Linked DNA regions of Pan troglodytes: region 1 is linked to region 2. A link is a contact called in public Hi-C data. All regions are on one chromosome and are shown on one strand. The core of a region is the stretch at or near the end of the contact, and the rest is flanking DNA. Distances in the headings are between cores, read along the strand shown. Region 1 has its middle 130 kb from the start of GPBP1. Region 2 has its middle 16 kb from the start of ACTBL2.

Region 1 (3,043 bases), core at 115-2,614, 200 kb after region 2:
CCACCCAGACTGAGAGTGGGCCTGCCTCTCCCGGTCCACTGACTCAAATGTTCATCTCCTTTGGCATAGACACAGCCAGGAACAATACTTTGCATCCTTTAATCCAGTCAAGTTGACACTCAATATTAACCATCACAGGCAGTTACAAATGTGATCCCGTAAAAGAATATGGAGCATGGTGATCTACTTGCTTCAAATCAGATCCAGAGATGCACTTCTGGGCTCACTTCCAGGCTCACTTCTTCATTTTACAAATGAGGAAACAGAGTTTACATGGTCTGTTCAAGGCCACACAGCTCATGGCTAAATGACACCATAACCCAATACTCTGGGCTCTGATGGCACCTCAGCAGCACTTACCAGAAAGCATCACGTGGTACCAAGTCCCATATGAGTCCTAGCTGATATATATATCTCCCGGGTGCTAATTCCCAGAGTCAGCAGAGGAAATAGGCTAAGGTGATTTAGAATAAAATATCTAGCCAAACAAAATTTAGCCTTTGCTTATATGGAACGTCCCTCAGGACAGTGCAAGGTCACCCCTGTGAACACGCTTACTTGAATAGGACCCCTAGAGTTCTCCTATCACCTGGAGGGCAGGAGGAGGTCTTGGCAGAATCTTTATTAACTTAGAGACTGATACGGTTTGGCAGTGTCACCACCCAAATCTCATCTTGAATTATAGCTTCCATAATTCCCACATGTTGTGGGAGGGACCCAGTGGGAGATAATTGGATCATGGGGGCAGTTTCCCCCATGCTGTTCTCGCGGTAGTGACTAAGTCTCGGGAGATATGTTGGTTTTATAAGAGGAAATCCCTTTTGCTTGATTCTCTTTTCTCTCTTGTGTGCCTTTCACCTTCCGCCATGATTGTGAGGCCTCCCCAGCCACGTGGAACTGTGAGTCCATTAAACCTCTTTTTCTTTATAAATTACCCACTCTCGGATATGTCTTTATAAGCAGTGTGAAAACAGACTAATACAGAGACCCAGCGGGTGGAGACCTCCAGCTCCTCATCCCTCAAGATACAGGAAGTGAGCTGTTCAAGCCGCCTGTTCCCCGACGAGGTGCGTGGTTTTGGAGATTAATGTTAGCGGTCTTTGTGGGAGGCACTAGGAGGGCTCCCTTTAAGAAGCCCAGAGTGCGGAAACACTGATTGTGGTATGTGAATGTGCTCCATGAGAAGATGGCAGGTATCGGAACGTGTGGAGGAAACTGAAACGTAAAGACAGCGTAAAGATTGAAACTACCATTCAGGTAAAAGCAGCCTGACAGCAGACATGCCTTTTTAGAGGATGTTTAACAAACACATCAGGTGTTCAGGAAAACAATCTTTCGGCCTTACTAAATTTTGTGCAGACGCTCCTCCGAACAGTGGTTTGCTGCCCCCTAGTGTTCGTTTTTTATTTAAAAAGTTTAACACACCCTGATTAGAGTCTCTTTCCTTTTCTTCTCAGCCTCTCCAAAGAGAATCATCTCTTGACTGTCACTGCAATAGCCAAATTAAACCACAAATTATGTGAAATTAAAAGCATGGGTGTTTTTATCAACACAGAGCCCCTGTATGACAGTTGTTTAGAACAGAAACATGCTCTTTTTGCCTCTCCTCCAACCACCACCCACTCCACTACCATGATCAGTAAGGTGGGAAGGAATCCAAAGGGCCATAGGACAAAGCCAGAACCACAAAAGTCACCCTTTCTGTCCCTCCAGCAGGGACTTTTTAAGGAGAGGGCAACTCTCTACCTGAGGGAAGCCATTAGCTATCCCGGAGGTTTCCAAACTGGTTACTGGGGGAGCAGTGTCTAAAATACATAGTTCTGAGTCTTAGCCCCAGCGCTGTCTTTTAAAACATTTTATGTTTTTATATACAAAAAGCCTTCTTGTATTCTTTGTATTTGCATTTTAACAATGTGCATATGTCATTCTATTTAAAATTACTTATTTAAGAAAATGACTGCTATGGCATTTCTTCTTGGACACCAAATTTAAACATTTTTTTATATGCTGCACTATTAGGCAAAGGTGATACTGATGCTTTCTCTGACGCCAGGGAGTTTCCAAACCTTGGAAAGCTCTTTGGCCCCCTCTGCTGGTGAGTGATACACTTGTAAAAGAATATCAAAGTCCACTACTGGTGCCTTAGCCAAGAACCTCACCTAAGCTGACAAACATTTGTTGAGGAGTTTCATTTCTGTGAAAGATCCCATTAAGCTCTCCAGGTGTGTTCTACATTCACTGCCTAAGTCAGAGGAAGAGCCATTTCCACTTCATGTTTCTGTAAATTCTAAAGGCCTTTTCTTTCTTCAGCCAATATTTTCATATGCTCAACCAAAATCTTTTCTGAAACTCAGAGATGCCTTTCTCTCATGCTGGAACTATAAATAAAACACCAAATACAGGTTGAGCATCCTTTAGTCGAAATTCTTGGGACTGCTTGGGACCAGAAGTATTTGGCATTTCAAAACGTTTTGGGTTTTGGAATTCTTACATTACACTAGCTAAGCATCCCCAGTAGGAAAATCTGAAATGCCCCAAGGAGCATTTATTTTATGCTGGCCATCATTCAAAAAGTTTTAGATTTTGGGCCTTTTGGATTTCAGATTTTGAGACTAGGCATACTCAATATGTAGTAAATTTCTAACTTTTTCTTGCTTATCAGGTAAGTTCCAGGGGACAGAAACAAGCTCTCTGAAGACTCTCATTAATCTTTGCTGTCCGAAGCTACCTTCTCCATCTCCTGCTCACCTGGGAGGACTCCCTGGAGGAAGCCAGGAAAGGTGAAAATCCATGTATCTCTTCACATTTGGAGAACAAAGGGAATTCAAGAACAATTTTATGGATTTTCTTTGTTTTTTATTAATTAAGACATGCCTGTTTTAAATTAGACAATAATTTTTTAAATATCCTTCAGATTATAAAATGTAAATTGTCGTGGCCTCTTTTAAAGGCAATTCTACAGAATATACTGTAGTCTCTTTTTTTTTTTTTTTAAGTTTTTTGTAGAAGTGAACTCTCACTATGTTGCCCAGGCTTATCACAA
Region 2 (2,872 bases), core at 124-2,623:
CTCCTTCCCATCATTCATATTCAGCCAGGCTAGTTAAAATCAAAAGGAATAAAAAGTAACAAAAGTATATATGTGTGGCTATTATTAATAGGAAGCTATAATTTGAAAACCTCAATCTTCTCATTTGGAGGTAAGATGTGCAATGTCTTTACATGTATCTTTGTCTTTTCAGCTTCATTTCTTTCTCCTCCAGAAAAAGTATCCCCCAAGCAAACAAATAAAAAGTAGAATATATTTAAATTATAAGTAGAGAGGCCGAGGTGGGCAGATCACTTGAGGTCAGGAGTTCGAGATCAGCCTGGTGAACATGGTGAAACCCCGTCTCTACTAAAAATACAAAAATTAGCCGGGCATGGTGGCAGGCACCTGTAATCCCAGCTGCTTGGGAGGCTGAGGCAGGAAAATTGCTTAAACCCAGGAGGCAGAGGTTATAGTGAGCCAAGATTGCACCACTACACTCCAGCCTGAGTGACAGAACAGGACTCCATCTCAAAAAAAAAGAAAAAGAAAAGAAAAAATATAAGTAGATATGCTTTAATTTAACCATCCCTACAAAATTAAATGATAGTAATACAGGGGCTAATCTTTGGAGATAAGTAAAACAACCTAATTCAGTGGTTCTCAGCCAGGGCTGATTTTGCCCCCCCGGGAAATATTTGGCAATATCTGGAGACATTTTTGGTTGTCATGACTGAGGTGGGGAGGGGAGAAGTACCACTGGAATCTAGTGGGTGGGTAAAAGCCAAGGATGCTGCTAAACATCTTTCAATGCACAGCTCCCTACCACAAAGAATTATGCAGCCCAAAATGTCAATCATGTCAATGCGAGAAACCCTGGTCTAGAGATACCAACAGACCTAGATATACAAAACCATTATTTTTCCATACAACAGAGAAAGCCATGTATTCTCATTAATAAATAGTAGACTCACTAAGCCAAGCAGTCACATAAATAGCACAGTAAAGGTACTATGTAAATTTGAAAGCCAAGACTAAACAGGCAGGACTTGCAGCTTTTCCATAGGTTTTTTTTTTTTTTTTTTTAACCAGTTAGGCACTAAAGAATGTTGCTGCCATCTAGAGGATAGAAAGAGAATCCCAAAAGCACCGTGTTCCTAGCTCCAAGGGCACAAGGTCCAAGCCCTGCAGGCACACTACGCACTCATTTCCCACGTTCCTACACTGAAAAGAAAAAAAAATACTTTGAGTTTTGTGACAAGCAATTGTTTAAAATTAAAAATACATCTATGTGACTCAGAATCTACAGTGCCTTCAGTTAATTTGTTTTCTCCATTTCACGTGTGTGGTATGAAACTGAAAGTCCAGGTTTCTGATAAAGATAACAGATGTTTGCTGGCTGCTTTTATTTTCATATTTAGTTAGGGTAGAAAGAGGAGGGTCAATCAGTGGCCTCAGAACTCTCTGATAGGACCTCTCTTTCCACACACCCTTTTCTTTGGGTCATAGCAAGACAACAATAAGCTCTAGGGAAATTATAAATCAAGAGAACTCCTTGCCTTCTTAAAAAAAAATAGGAAACTTTAATAATTAAATCAACTCTAATTAAAGGAAAATCAAGAAGAACCAGGGTTCAGAAGACAGAGGTGTTCCACCAGCCAAACATGCTGTTATTCCTACATGCACACACACAGAGAACCCATGAGGATAACAGAGCCAAAAGGACTTCTCTAAGAGCTTTGAGAAGAGCATAGAGAGGGATTTTGCACTTCCGTCCTGTAGTTTTTGGAGAAGCTGGCTCTTGGGCTGCAGGAGTATAGTGTACCAGAGTTATAGGCCCCCTTTCCATTCTTAGCGGTGGTCTTTCTCAAGCTTCTTCATGGCTGCATGGGCTGAACTTTGGTTATTTTTCATGCACCAGAGGTAGAAAGCTTCCAATTCCTTTAACACAAGGGTTCCAAAACATCTCAAAATGATGCAAAAACTTATTTTGAGCTTCACAACATGCCTTTGAAATAGGTGTGAATTCTATTTCTGTGTTTTAGGCAAAGAAACTGTTGTTTAAAAAGACTAGGACATTTTATTCTGACTGGCCCATCAAGTCCTGCAGATCCCAGTCCAGTTCATCATTCAGTTTGCAGCTGCATAAAATCAGATGGCTCTTCCTCCTCACTATTTTAATGGAGCATCCTTTCCCACTTCCCACCTCTACCCTTGCTGGGGTCCTGCAAATACTACTATCCAGACCTTATTTTATTCCAAGGGAAAAGGTTGAGGGAACTACCATCAGAGCAAGAGAAGAGAAACCCATGTTATTACTAAGACATGATTCCACAATTGGCCAAAAAGAATTATCTGATAATCCATGTGACCTCTTTTATAGCCATCAGACTACAAGTCAATGGATGGAGGATGGATGGATGGATGGATGGATGGACGGATGGATGGGTGGATGGAGAGAAATAGGCAAGGCATGAAATTTCCATTAGCATTCCAGCATTTCTATGAATTTCCTATAGCCCAATCCTCCTAAACAAAGAATCTCATGCAATATTACCTGAGAAAGCACTATCTTGAAGAAATGCAAGGTGTTATTTAAAATAGACACTGTTAGTAACATTTACATTATATTAAATATTAATGTTTTGGGGATACAAAAAATTGTCTATTTACCTACTTCATGGAGTTATTGTCAGAATTGAGTGAGATACAGCAAGAGAAAGCTCTTAAAAGTTCATAAGCAGCACTCTGCATATATAACATGTCACTGTTATTGTCAAATACAGTAAGATAAATTGTCACAAAGTCATTTTCCCAAAGGTGATGTCATGTCTCCATAGACATGGATGTTTATTTCTTCAAGGATCACATATTCTGAGCACCCACCCAATAAAAGCAAACATGATTTGATAAG

Evidence for each region. Hi-C and Micro-C count contacts between places; a contact is called where the count stands out from the background.
Region 1: a contact with region 2 is called in a Hi-C map of stem cell-derived neural progenitor cells, with 8 times the contacts expected there. The contact joins two enhancer-like sites. A contact is called at or near these places in 4 of 7 Hi-C or Micro-C datasets (blood, induced pluripotent stem cells and stem cell-derived neural progenitor cells) and 1 of 1 other capture datasets (stem cell-derived neural stem cells).

What each region holds. Positions count from the first base shown.
Region 1 is chr4:57,329,542-57,332,584 of NHGRI_mPanTro3-v2.0_pri, forward strand. No RefSeq gene overlaps it. Among named protein-coding and RNA genes, the nearest start is that of GPBP1, 130 kb to the right of the region's middle. Within about 2 kb of position 1,365, at least 4 of the 24 cell types and tissues checked have an H3K27ac peak or open chromatin away from gene starts, as enhancers often do.
Region 2 is chr4:57,133,313-57,136,184 of NHGRI_mPanTro3-v2.0_pri, forward strand. No RefSeq gene overlaps it. Among named protein-coding and RNA genes, the nearest start is that of ACTBL2, 16 kb to the right of the region's middle. Within about 2 kb of position 1,374, at least 4 of the 24 cell types and tissues checked have an H3K27ac peak or open chromatin away from gene starts, as enhancers often do.